2 separate regions of the Sus scrofa genome follow, and region 2 is linked to region 1. The links are chromatin contacts, called in public Hi-C maps. All regions are on one chromosome and are shown on one strand. Each heading gives the region's core, a stretch centred on a gene start, on an enhancer-like site or on the middle of the called end of the contact. The rest is flanking DNA. Distances are from core to core; before and after follow the strand shown.

Region 1 (6,838 bases), core at 1,316-3,815:
CCCCGGCTGCCAGCTGGTCCCCCAGCCGGCCTCCCTGCGTCTGCCCACAGGCCTCTCCCAAGGGACTTGCATTTTATGATCTTCCTCTAACAAGCAGAGTTTCTCCCCTTCAATTACGGGCCTCCCAGTGGTCTCCCTGCGCCTTTTCAATTGCAAATGTCAGCGCTTTGGAAGCGGACTCGGGAACTGCATGGGCTACCAAGCGCTGGGCAAAATGGATTTGAGGTCCCAGGAGGGAGACCCCGAGCACAGTGGATCAGACTCCATAGGGGGCTGAGCACCGCTGTGGGAGGCCAGGCAGAGGTCCCCTCCCACTCCCTCCCGGCACCGCTGGCTTCAAGGTCTGGGGCAGGAAAAGTACCTGAGGTGAGGGTGGAGGAGGGATCAGAGACCCAGAATGGCCTGCTCAGGCGGGGGTGTGTGGCCCCTTAAGTGCTCAGGGAAGGGACCCTTGCGACCTAAGGTGCGAATGAGGCCAAGGGGCTGGCCCTGGGCGGAGCCCCCCCCCCACCTCCGTGAACTGGGCCTGGGGCCTCCTTAGGGGCCATTGTCAGCGCCCCCTCTCCGGGATCAATTCCGGGGAGCCTGGACTCCCCTGTGGGAGAAGGGTTGTCTCCCGGGTGCTCTGCCCAACGAGCTGACTTGGGGGATTGGGGAGGGACCTAATCAACGTGAGGGAAGGGAGAATTTACCAGCTGGGTAGTTCCAAGGTAAGAAAGGAGCAGGCTCCAGGGATGGGTCCGGGGACACCCCTTCCAAAGATGGTTCAGGGGATATACAAAAGGGACACTTTTGCCAAAAGGGACCCAGGACCAAAAGGGGCCCAGGAATTGGCCTGGCCCAACCAGACTTACTTTTGGTCCTTCTCCATTGCGGATGCTGATCCCCAAGAGACAGCCCTCCCTTGGGACAGAGGAATAAGAGAGGGACCGGGATGATTATTTTTCTGCAAAGCTTGGGTTGAGGAACTTTTCCTCACCAGTTATTTATTTAGCAGCTGAGTAACAATGGCCAGGGCAGGCCAGACAGCCTCTGTTTCCAAACTGTGGGCCCCCGCCACGCCTGGAGACCCAACTTCCCTCCTCCAGGCTGCGCGGGGCAGGGAGCTCCCCAGTGAAGGGGGGGAGAGGGAGGCGCGGCAGAGGGAGGCTGGGAAAGGCAGACTGGAAAGAGAAAAGGGGAAAAAGCACGAAAAGTAATGGGTTCGAGGAACACGATTCAAACCACTTTCTAATTCTTGCAGGGAAAAAAGGGGGGAAGGAGGGGGAGAAAGGAGAAAAGGAAAAGTAGGAGGAGAAAGAGAGGAATGGGGAGCGTCGACATGAAGGGGTTTCCTTAATATTGTGGACGGATTCAGAAATGAATGAAGAGATAGTCCATTGAAAAGGGTTGAATGCCATGACAACTAGGAACAACCTTAGATTTATTCCAAACAGTTAGGACACATTGAAAGAGAGCGTCAATCATGTATTATTTCGCCACTGAAATAAATGCAAAAACCGAGCCGGGACAAAGGCTTCCAACGGGAGCGGGACATTTGTCTACATTTCGCTCATTGTCCGCAGCTTAGCAATCGGTTTGTATTTGTGTTTGCCCGGGTCCGACCACCCAGGACGCGCCGACGAGGGGCTCGCTCTAACCTGGGCCATTGTCACCCACGTCACATACTGGGGGCGAGGCAGCGAGGGCTGCAGAAAGCCGCCCAGCGGCTCGGGGAGAGGCGCCCTCGCCGGGCGCTGGCAACTCGGGGGCGACTGGGGCGCGGCGGCCGCAGCTGAGCCCGGGAAGGACAGGCGCCCGGGTGCTGCGCTCGGCCGGCGAGAAAGCGCCCCGGCGGAGGGCCAAGGGGGTGGCCAAACCCCAACTCCCGCGGCGGCCTTTCCCGCCCCTCCCCGCCCCCAGGCAAAGCACCGTCCCGAAGCTCCTCTGGGGCGGACGAGCATCAGGTAGCACCCCCCCCCAAATCTGGAAGGAGGGGTGGGCAGTGCGGCGTGGACTTGTCCTCGGCGGCTGGGAGGAGGAGGTGTGGTCCCGAGAAAGTTCAGTTCCCAGGCGGGCGAGGGGTGGGGACCTGCACACAAACCTCAGTCCAGCTAGGAAGCTGGGGTGCATCCCCAGAACGCGCCTCTGGGGCGTCCGAAAGGAATCGCGAGGATGAAGAAAACTCAGGAGAAATCGCCGCACCACCTCCCGCCCTAAGACCCCCTCCCCCGCGGTTTTCGGGGCCCTCACCCGGGCCGGAGACTGCGCCCCCGCCCCGTCAGCCCTCCCCTCTCGCTTCCCGCCGCTCCACTGCCGCCGGAGGCTGGAGAGGGAGGCATAATAGGGGGCAGGGAGGGCGCGGGGCCGTCTGCCCTTGCCTCCACCCGGAGAGGCGGCCCGCGGGGCTGGGAGGCAGCAGGGCCCTGGCCGAGCGCGGCCAGAGTGAGACCTCCCCACCCCCACCGCCCCTCCCCGGGCGCCCGCGTAGCAGAAAGTGAACTGCTCGGTCCTGCTCGGACGCTCAGGGCTGGAGGGGTAGAGGGGAGGCGAGGAGAAAGAAATAAATGTCTTTAGCAAATAAAGGGTGGCGGGGCGGGCGGGGGGGTCGATTGGTGGTGGCTCCGGCCAGCCCCGAGGCGATCCCTCTCCTGGGTTTCGGGCTCTTTCTGCGTTAACTAGAATCAATTACTTGCCTTGTCATTTCTAGTACTCATCCTTAAGCCTCAACCAAAATATTGACCTAGGAGGCTTACAGAAGTTGGGCTCTTGCCATTTGAACCGGATCTTGTTTAGGGAACCGCCAGCGATGGGAAGGAGAGATTTCCGCGGCTCAGCTTTCGCCCCCTCCCCCTTTTCCAAAGGCGCCACAAATCGCCAATTTTCCGGCTTGCTGGGGGCGGGCGCGCGGGGGCGGGGAGGGAGGAACCGGTGAATGTTAAGGAGGATTCTTTTTTCCTCTCCTCCTCCGGGTTTCTGTTTTGTTTTCTTTCCTCCTCCCCCGCTTTTTTTTTTTTTTTAAGATGCAATTTGTTAAAACGGCCCTTTCAAGTGTGTGGACTCGCGAGCGACGCGGTGGTCCTTTGTATGTAAATACTGGGTTAAAAAAAGGCTCGCCCCGTCTTTGCAATTAATTGACACGTTACACCTCTCATCTTGCTCTAGAGGGCCGTTGGCTGGGAGCGCGGAGCTCCCCAAAACCCACAATTTCACATCTGCAAATACAGTCTTCATCCACTTGACTTCCAAGACCCGCCCACACGTGTCCAACCTTTGCGTTTTAATGTCTCCCCCCTCCTTTTTTCCACCCTTCTCTCGCTCCCTCTCTCGCTCCCCCTCCCTCTCTCTCTCTCTCTCTCTCTTTCCCTCCCTCTCTTTCTCCCCCTCTTCCCCCCCTCTCCCCAGGTTCGTGAGTGGAGCCCAGCCTTATATGGACTGATCGCTCGGGCAATGGCCCATTTTTTCCTCGCCACCAGCCGCCACCGCGCGCCGAGCGGCCGCCGGAGCCGGAGCTGACGCCGCCTTGGCACCCCTCCTGGAGTTACAAACTCGGGCCCGGCCGGCGGCGCTCGGCGCGCAGGCCGCCCGACTCCCCGCGTCCATTTCCGAGTGCTTGCAGAGAAGACATAGGCAACGCGTTGGGCTTTTTTCTTTTTTTTTTTTCTTTTCCTCCCCACCCTTTCCCAGAGTTTCTTTCTCTTTCCTAAACATAATAATCTCAATAATTAAAGCCCATCCCCCCTCCCCTCCCCCAACCCCTCTCCCCATATCCCCTCCCCCGCCCCGACTGAGAGCGCCACGAATTGACCAAGTGAAGCTACAACTTTGCGGCATAAATTGCGGGGTCCCGGCCATGTCGCTGACCAACACGAAGACGGGGTTTTCGGTCAAGGACATCTTGGACCTGCCAGACACCAACGATGAGGAGGGCTCGGTGGCCGAAGGGCCCGAGGAGGAAAGTGAGGGGCGGGAGCCCGCCAAGAGGGCCGGGCCGCTGGGGCCGGGCGCCCTGGACACCGTGCAGAGCCTGCCCCTGAAAAACCCCTTCTACGACAGCAGCGACAACCCGTACACGCGCTGGCTGGCCAGCACCGAAGGTCTCCAGTACTCCCGTAAGTAGCGAAACTTGGCCGCGGCGGCTGTGACCGCCTCTATTCCTGTGGCCGCAGCCTGAGCCGGATGCCGGGGGGAAACGGGAAGGAGCCTTGTAAACCACAGCCCGTACCCTGCGCCCCGGGAAAGATTTTTAACGCTTGTTTACGATGCCCCAACTCTTCCCTCCTCGTCAAGCCCCTCTGGTCCAGGAAAAAGACTTGGACTCGGATTTTTTTTTTTCCCCAAAAAAGAGAAATTAGGAAGAAGAGGGGGAGGGGAATACCTCCCAAGGGCTGGTTACAGACGTCAACCGGGACTGACGGCTCTGGCCCGAGCCCCCTCCCCCATTCCGACAGCCGGGAGGGACTGGCCTGGAGCACTGGAGCGAGCCAGCCAGCCTCGGGGTACCGGAGAGGGTGGCCCGGGTATAAATAGCTCACCCTGCCCCCTGCACTTCATAGAGGACGCTTTGTGCGGTGCGGAGGGTGTCCAGAAAGTGGGAAAGCAGAAACGAAAGCCCCCAAAAACCTGCCTTAAATGGCTGAGCCGATCAATGCCGGGATTGTGGGGGTTTTGTTTTTAAAATCTGCCCACGTCTCTCCGGAGAGGAAACTGCTTAAGGGGGCCGGAGCCCTTAACCCGCGCTGATCTCCTCAGCGGGCCACTCCCCCCCCAGATACGCACCCACACTGTGCGAACCCCTAGAAACCAGAGCCCCCAGCCCCCACTCCTGCCGCTTCTCCTCTTTGCCCGGGTGGGGATGCGGACCGGGCGTCAGGCGTGGAGCAGGGCGGGGGCCGAGGCCGAGCAGTGGGGCCGGGCTGAGGGGCGCAGAGGGCCGAGGGCGCACGGAGGATCCTGGGCGCGCAGGGTCAGGCCCAGCCGCGCGCAGCCTCCAGGCGCCTGACCGGCTTCTCTTTCCCCCAGTGCATGGGCTGGCGGCCGGCGCGGCACCCCAAGACTCGAGTTCCAAGTCCCCGGAGCCCTCGGCCGACGAGTCACCGGACAACGACAAGGAGACCCCAGGCGGCGGAGGGGACGCCGGCAAGAAGCGGAAGCGGCGGGTGCTCTTCTCCAAGGCGCAGACCTACGAGCTGGAGCGGCGCTTCCGGCAGCAGAGGTACCTGTCGGCCCCCGAGCGGGAGCACCTGGCCAGCCTCATCCGCCTCACGCCCACGCAAGTCAAGATCTGGTTCCAGAACCACCGCTACAAGATGAAGCGCGCCCGGGCAGAGAAAGGTATGGAGGTGACGCCCCTGCCCTCGCCGCGCCGGGTGGCCGTGCCCGTTTTGGTCAGGGACGGCAAACCGTGCCACGCGCTCAAAGCCCAGGACCTGGCAGCTGCCACCTTCCAGGCGGGCATCCCCTTTTCGGCCTACAGCGCTCAGTCTCTGCAGCACGTGCAATACAACGCCCAGTACAGCTCGGCCAGCAACCCCCAGTACCCGACAGCACACCCCCTGGTCCAGGCCCAGCAGTGGACTTGGTGAGAGCCGCCCCCTCCGAGACTCGCGGCTTCAGGCCCAGGCCCCACCCCGGCGGCGGAGGCGAGGAGGACTCGGCCTTTACGATGGTTCTTATAGTATTATAATTATTATGATGGCGTCGAGTTGACTCTCGGCTCCATTGGGGAGGTTGCCTGCACCTCCGTGGAGAGGCAGATCCCACCCAACCAGCTCTGCCTCACCCCTCTCTCTGTTTGAACCTTTGGAGAGGGCTGAACCCTAAGCCGTGTTTACAGAATGTTTGCGCAGCTTCGCTTCTCTGCCTCTCCCCGGGGACCGAGTGGTCCCAGCGTTAATGTCCTCACTTGAGAAGGAGAAAAAGACATCCCCACCCCCGCTTTTGTGAATTTTGTAAAATATGTTTGTGTGAGTAGCGATATTGTCAGCCGTCTTCTAAAGCAAGTGGAGAACACTTTAAAAATATAGAGAATTTTTTTCTTTTTTTATATAAGAAAATGCTAAATATTTATGGCCATGTAAACGTTCTGACAGCTGGTGGCAGGTTTCGCTTTTCGTTGTAAATATCAGTGGTGATTGTTGCCAAAATGACCTTCAGGACAGGCCTGTACCCCATGGGGGCCCAACTCCTTTCTTTGTGGTTTGTTTTGGTTTGCTTATATTTGGTCATCCTTGCTTTCTTCTTTTCTTTTCTTTTTTTTAAATTTTGTTCAGTGCAAACATTTCTCAGATCTGAAAAAAGGAAAACAAAAATGTGTAGGTGAGCGAGCAGCCCCCCTGCCCCATCCTGGGGTCCTGAGCCCCGGAACTTGGAGCTCAGCGGTTCCCTGCGATTCCCCAAGAGCGCCGGGCGCTGAAAGCTTTCAATTTTTTAAGTAAGAATTTTAATAAAAATCCTGTGTTTAAAAAAAAAAAAAATTAAGCCCGGCCCTCCCGTTTGTCTTACTTTTGTCGCCCTGCGCCGGGCCGGAGGCCTCAGGCAAGGCGCCCCAGCCAGGCCGCTGGCCGAGCTCTGCCCCCACATATCCCCTGGGGGCCGAGGCCACGGGCATCCGGGGCGCTGGGGCGGCCTGCGGAACAGGCCTTACCCGGGCGGAGGGGCCCGGCCCCCGCTTCGGACCCTCGGCCGGTGCCGGAGAGCTGGGCCTCGGGCCTGCGAGCGGTCGACCCTCCGCCCGGGGTCGCTCGGCCTGAATCCGGGCGGCAGCGTCCAGTCGCGGGAGGAAGAGTGAGAGAGACTTTGGAAACCGCAAAGGCGAGAAGAGCAAGCCCCCCTCGCTCGCCCAAATCTACGAGTGGCT
Region 2 (6,838 bases), core at 3,088-5,587, 140 kb before region 1:
CCTCTCACTCTCCTGGTAAGGACCCAAGCAAAGTGATGTCCATTCATATTGTTACAAATAATAATAAAAGGTGTTCGCCATCCGGGATTTAGAGAAAGGGAGTCAGCCTTCAACCTTTTGTGTTAATGGGGCCGAGCTTTATTTTTTTTTTTTAGCAAAAGTGTCTTGGCAAAAGAAAAATCAGTGTCCTCAAAAGCGGCCTTCCCCAAACCAGCATGTCTAGAAAAGGAGGGAAATACTCTACTGACAGAGCCACGGATGGGGGACGGGGGTCTCTTCTCTTTCTCCCTACCCCCAACTCTTCGGCTCCCCCGATAAGGACACCTCCTTCCCCGCCGCTCGGGTGGGTACCTGAGTGTATTTAATGTCCGCCTCCAAGGCGGGTTTCTCGAGCCCATTCACGGAGGGGCTGGCGGGGAAGGCCGTGCGGTTCACGCCGGCCCAGTCTTCCATCTTCGGGGAGTAGGCGGCGCCTTCGCTCCCCGCCAGGGCCCCTGCGGGGGACACAGGACGGTTGAGAAGTGGCGTCTGGATCCGCACTGGGCGCACGCGCAGACCCCCAGCCCGACCTGCACACGCGTGCCCACCAGCGCCAGGTCATATCCAAGGCGCATCCCAGGCTCCCTGGTACCTCCGAGGGTCAGACGCCTGAGGTGGGGGTTTCGCTTTCGCTGCCAGCCGGGCAGGCAGAGCGAGGCTGGGCCTGCTCCTCGCTCCTCCCAGCCCCTCGACCCGCTTCCCGCGAAACAGGAGGTGTCGGGCGGAAGGCGGCCTGCAGCTGCAGCCAAAGCTGGGCGCCCTCGGCCCAAAAGATCTTTCCACTGTCCAGCAGCGGCTCCCCAAAAGGTCCAAGTTCAAAACCACAGGGGGCTCAAGACAGATGGGTTTCTCAGTCGACTGGAAGACTTTTCCACTCAGAACTCCCTCCGGAGACATCACGCCTCTCCCCAAAAAGGCATCATCCCAGCCACCCAAGAGCAGCCGTGGGACATGTGTGTGCGCAGAAAACCTAGAGAAAGCTCCAGATCTGAGCTCAGGCCTGGCGAGGTCATCTCCCAGCCGGCTGCCCGCAGGCGCTCCATGCGAAGCTTTGGCCGGCTTAGGCTGGATTTGAGCCAGAGGAGAAACAAAGCGTGTGCGAGGCCAGGAGGCACCCCGCGGCCACCGGGAGCTAAGCCTTCAGTTTCCTTACCACCGCCTCTCCTCTCTCTTGGGCTACAGTGAATTTTGCCTCTTACCCTCCTGCTGAGTCTGCCTACCTAAGAACCCGCTATCCTCTGGCAGGCTGCTGGGGGCAGGGGACAGTTTGAAGAGGCTCAGGATCTGGTCCTGGAGGCCCACAAGTTCTTCCCCAGCCTGTACCAAGGCCGGCCAAAACCGTCCCTCCTCTCGGAGTCCCCTCCCTCTGCACCCAGAGAGATGACCGGTGACTGGCAAATCGCTGGGAGTTCAATTAATTACAGGCCAAAGGCAAATCCTAGGAGATTTCACATCCTATAGGTGCCTGTATCCCGAAATCTCAGCTCCAGGACCCGCATTGCCAACAGGCCTGCTGGATATCCAGGCCAGTCGGCAAAACCCAAAACCACCAGCTGTCCCCCTAGCCTTTTACTTTAAGGGCCTTTGGGCCTGGATGAGACAAAAGTCTTTGGGGACCGGTGAGGGATCCCGAAAGATCAGGATCTTAAGAAAGGGTCGCAGAATTGACTCTGTGGTTTGTTTGGCTTAGATCTGCTGATAGGGGTTTGCATACTTTTTGCAAGAATGAAAAGGCGCAATTTCAGGCCTCCGAATTTGTGGTCGGCGATTGCTCTTCCATTTGGGAAATATTTTCCATATTTGTCATAAAAAGTTCAAGATGTCCGAGGACTCCCACAGAAGGCCACGGACCCTCAGTCTCCCTGGCCAGCCCGGACCCCTCCCCTGAGCCAAAACCAGTTTGAGGAAAAATGGCGAGAGTGACCCCTCACCCGAATGTCTGCCCCCCCCCCATTTCTGCCCCTTTCAGGAAGGGTACGGAAGGCCGGCACGACTGACCTGTTTGCTCCATAAACGTCCGGATGCCCAGGATGTTGCTGACGGAGTGAGCCGAGGGCCATGAACGGGGGATGCTGACGTGGCCCGCCGTGCCGGGGACCCCGTGGTGGCTGCCCATCTTGGCGCCCGTGGGAGACACAGGGCTGGGGTAGGGATACTGGTAGATGTGGTTGTAAGGCAGAGCAGGCTGCGGCGGCGGCTGCTTGCTCGCCTCGTAGGGCCCGGGCTGAGCCAGGCTGCCGATTTTATTGCGCAGGATGCGGCTGATGGAACTCACAGAGGGCACGTTGTACTTGTCGCAGACGCCATCGGCCAGCAGCCGGTCGCGGATTTCCCAGGCAAAGATGCCGGGGTCGCCCTGCTTGTAGTCCCGGATGTGCTTGACCACGTTGGGAGTGGTGACACGGGGTTTGCTGCCCCCGATGGCCCCGGGCAGGATGGAGCCCGTCTCGTTGTAGCGCGCCAGGATCTTGCTCACGCAGCCGTGGGAGACGCGAAGCTGCCGGCTGATGTCACAGGGTCGGATACCCAGCTGCGCCAGCTCCACGATGCGCAGGCGGATGGCGTTGGGCAGGGGCCGGCCGTTGACAAACACACCGCCCAGCTGATTCACCTCGCCGTACGTCTGCTCTGCGGACGCGCCCGACGAGAGTGAGGGGAGGGGAGAGAACACCGGCGGGTTAGCCGAGGGTGGTCTTGCGGGGACAGGGGCTGCACCCGGGGCGCCTCCGAAGGTGACCGGTGGGTCCTCTGAGTCAGAGCGAACGGACCGGGGCCGGCTCCGGGAGTGGGCAGGGGCGCAGGCGCCGCGCGCTTCAGCCCTCCGTGCCGTTTCGCGACTTTTGACGCGTCTACTTGGGACATCCCCTCCCCGCGACACGCCGAACGCCCCCCTCCCCGGGACTGGCGGCGTGCGGAGAACGCGGCTGCTCAGGGACCCGGGCTCCCGGGCACGGCGGGCGCGAGGGAAGGGAGGCGCCGGGACACCCCCCGCCTCGTCCGCCTGCCCCTTACCCATGGCGCGCGGGCGGGCCAGCTGCCTGGCGCCGAGGCGGCCGGGACTGGGCCCGGCGCGGTCCGGGAGAGCTCGGGCGCCGCAGCCGCGGGAGAGGCATAGAGGGAGGGCGCGCGCGAGCCGAGAGCCGCGGCGGCCGGGCCGCGGGCTGGAAGAGCGCCGGGCGCCGCCGCCGAGCGCGCCGCCGCCCGTCCCTGGGCCCGCCGCCGCCGCCGCCGCCCGCTCCCAGGACACTCTCCACGCCCGCGACCCCAGGCCTAGGGTGAACTTCATCCGATTAGGAGAAATTCGTCTGACCGGGAGGCTGCGGAGAGCGGGGATCAATTTGACGTGTCCTCCACGTCAATCTCGGCAGTCACGCCGGAGACGCGCCAGTTGGCAGCTCATTGGTTCCCGTCACCGCGCCCCGGCGGCCCCCTCCCCGCCCCGAAACCCTACCCCCTTCTCGCGTCCTCCCCCCTCGGCCCTCCTTCGGAACCCATCCCCCTACACACACACACACACACACACACATGCACACGCACGCACACACACACACACACACACACACCCAAATCCCAGCTGGGCCTGGGACCTTCCACTTGCTCTAGTCCCCTTGAAGCCCCTTACCCCCTTGCGTTTTGAGAATGATGGGTTACTCGGTTCAAACTGATGAGTATTTATTAGCACTAGTACTAGTTTTGGTTTTAGTTTTATGACTCACCTCCGCTGTCATAACTGCTAAAACATCCCAGGATTAAAGTGAATCTGGGCAAGGCGATGGGTGCGGGGCAGGGGAAGAGGGGTGCCAGCGCCCCAGCCCCCCCCCCCAACTCCTGGGCAACCAGTGGGAACCCAGCTTAGAGCAGAGCCCCCGTGAGGAGGGTTCAAGACACTTTCCGTGGAGTGACTCCTGCCTGTCCCATTTCTGGATGACACGCCAATCTCACTCTCAAAAAATATCTGCAGTGTTTAACAGCCACCCAATTTGGGGGGGGGTAGTGTGATTTCAGTCATGCAAGGGGCACATTCTAAATTCTGTCTTTCTGCAAAGAGGCCCACCCTTTTGAACTCATTTCTCTGAGAGGTGACACAGGACTCAGGTGGGAAAGGATTCTGACCTGCTGGCCCCGGAACAAGGACACCCTCTTCCTCCCCCCTGACTGGACCCCAAGGGCATCCTGGTGGCGCCAAAGACCCCATGCTGTAGCTCCTGCTCTAGGCCTGAAGGACAGTTCTTTTATCCCAAGTCAGAAGCCCGCACCCTCCCAAGCTGAGCCGGCTGGCCTCACCTTTCAACCAGCATCCTCGGCTTCCAGGAGTCTTTGTTAAACCACTGAATGGTCCTTTCCCCTTCATATAAGCAGGGTTTGCACAGCTCTGAACTCTTTGGCCTCAGCATTAACTCTTTCCTCTACATTTACCTTGCATCAACACCAAGTTGTAGATTTCCCAGGGTGTGGTCGGCCCTAACTGTGATAGGCCCAAAGAAACTTCCAAGTGGGGTCCAGGAGAGAGCAGGTGAAGGGAAAGGGCTCCTAGCTTTGTGCTGAACTGACTCCCAGGCCAGGACCTGTGGGTTTTGAACTTTGGGCCAGTAAGAGCAAAGGGCTTTGGGCTGCATATGGAATAGCAGGAATGGGCCCTGAGTAACAGGAAGGGGTGCCTAGCCCGGAGTCTAGAAAAACCCTGGTTCCCAGGACTACCATGCACTCCTCAGGAGGAGGGAAGAGCCCCTCCACCCCTGAGCTGGGGGTGGGGGGAGAGTGGCTCAGAGCTCCTGCACAATGATGCTGATGGAGGCACAGATGGACCCGTTCAGTTCGGCCTTGGGAGCAGTGACCACCCAGTCCCTGACTCCTTTCTCTCCGCTGCGGGACCTGAAAGCGTCCTAATCCACCTGAATGTGTCAATTATGGGCTGAATGATAAATCCCGGCCCTTAGGAGGGAGTGCTGCAGGCCCCAGCAGATAACTCCAATAATTTTCCCTGGAAAAAGAATACCCGAGTTCAAAAGAGGTGAACTCCCACAGCACACAAAACATATTGCAGCCTCGGCCTCCAGGTGCTTCAGGGAGGACGCAGGGAATGGGAAAAGGAGAGGCAGTACAAGGGTGAGAGGTGGGGGCTATTTGGAAGTTAGGCCGGTCCAGGACTGCGCAGGGTCGGTTGGGAAAGGGGAAAGGGTGGTTTGGACTTAGGTGGGCAAATGGGAAACAGGAACTCTGCAAGGGCGCAGAGCAGAACGCTGAGCACTCAGTGGACCTAGGGCTCCCGGAACCTCGGGGAGTGGAATGCGCCCCTTCAGTTCTCTCCGGGTGGTTTGGAACCAGTTAGCCCTTGAGCTAGACTTTCGTTGCCTGAATTTCGAGTGGGGTGCCAGAAACCAAAAAATTTTATTCCTAGACCTGGGAAACGCAACTCCCATAACCCCGGGGGCATCCTCAAGATAAGGCGAAGCAGCTCCAGCCATTTCTCCCCGCTGTAGTTGCGCTCTGAGAAGAGCAAATAAAGCTGGGGTGCCGCGATGGGAGCTGGTTCGCTCCAACTGTCCTGTCGAGGGAGCATCCCCCTATCTGTGCCGGTAGACCGCGGGGCGCGGGCAAGGAGGTGCAACCCGAGACCCAGGACGCATCTTTTCCCCTCAGCCCTTCCAGAGCAGGAGGAGATACCAGGAGGATTGCGCCCGGGGGTTCTCTGGGGTGCGGGAGCCCGCCAGATCTTACTTGACATCCCATATCCCTCCCACCCCTACCCCTCCGAGCCTTCAGTTGCCGCCTGCAGGACCACACAGCGCTGGCTGCAGCCGGCTCCCGGCCCGCCACGAAAAAGCTTACAGTTTGTCGCCCCCTGTCGGCCCGCGGCTCGGCTCCACCGGCTGCTGCGCGGGAGGCTGGGCTGGGGGTGAGGTGGCCCAAAGGTGGGCTTGCAGAAGTAAAGGAAAAGTCTTTTCCTCCTCTCGGGATACAGCTTGGTCTCCTCCATGGCCGGGGGCGGCGACGAGGTCGGCGCTGAGCGCGCGGAGGTAAAAAGCTCGCTGGGCTGGGTTTGGCTCCGCTGTTTTGAGCGCCCGGGGCGCGCAGCGTGGAACAAAGTGCAGAGCGGCTCCCGCGGACCCGCAGCCGCCAAGCTAAGGGCGCCGGCGGGGACCAGTGAGACGACGCGTCCAGCTGGGACTGGACGCGGGGAGGGCGGAGGATAGATTCGAGGGTCCCTGAGTAGCCTCGGGGACTGAGGCAGGTTTCCTGGGGCAGAAAACGGAGAGGCAACTCCTGCCAAAAGCGTGAAGCAAAGAGGCGGGAAGAGGTGCCTCCCGGGGGCTGCGGGTGTCTCTAGTACTGTTTGCCGCCTGAGCCCAGCACCCGAAAGTTAAGGCTGCGAGATAGAGGTCCTGGACAAAGTCGTCCTTTACGTCTTCTGCGTCGCTTTGGTTTTTGGTGGAAATGTTTCGGGGAGTTATTTGAGTGCAAACGAATGTGCAGGTCGTTCTAGGCCCGGGTGTCCCTGGAGCCGCGCATTGCAATGGCTTCAGAAGAAACCTAAACCGTTGTAAGTTAGTTCCATTCAGGGGCCGCGGGGCTGAAGAAGCCACCACCCGGCCGGGCGCCCTCCGGGTCGGCGACCGGGAAGGACTAGAGCGCAGAAAACAGAGGCAGCATCTCCCTCCGAGGAGGCTCAGGGGCCTCGAGGCGCTGACGAAAGACGAAAGCCGGTACCCAGCCCCCTCCCAACGGGGCCGCAGGACCAGCGCGGGCCCCGAGACAGCGAGCAGGGACGGATCCCAGGTCCTCTCTCGGGCCGGCGCCC

What was found. A called contact is a pair of places that touch in the nucleus more often than the background predicts.
Region 2: a Hi-C map of epiblast stem cells shows a contact between it and region 1, with 5 times the contacts expected there. The contact joins the promoter of PAX1 here to the promoter of NKX2-2 in region 1. A contact is called at or near these places in 2 of 47 Hi-C or Micro-C datasets (embryonic fibroblasts and epiblast stem cells).

What each region holds. Positions count from the first base shown.
Region 1 is chr17:29,275,299-29,282,136 of Sscrofa11.1, reverse strand. It overlaps NKX2-2 (homeobox protein Nkx-2.2), which reads left to right and starts at 2,565. Exons shown (of 3, transcript XM_021077994.1): 1 at 2,565-4,091; 2 at 5,002-5,313; 3 at 5,456-6,481. The coding sequence starts at 3,833. The coding sequence ends at 5,688.
Region 2 is chr17:29,418,616-29,425,453 of Sscrofa11.1, reverse strand. It overlaps PAX1 (paired box protein Pax-1), which reads right to left and starts at 4,337. Exons shown (of 5, transcript XM_021078255.1): 1 at 4,324-4,337; 2 at 2,038-3,356; 3 at 352-494. The coding sequence starts at 4,337.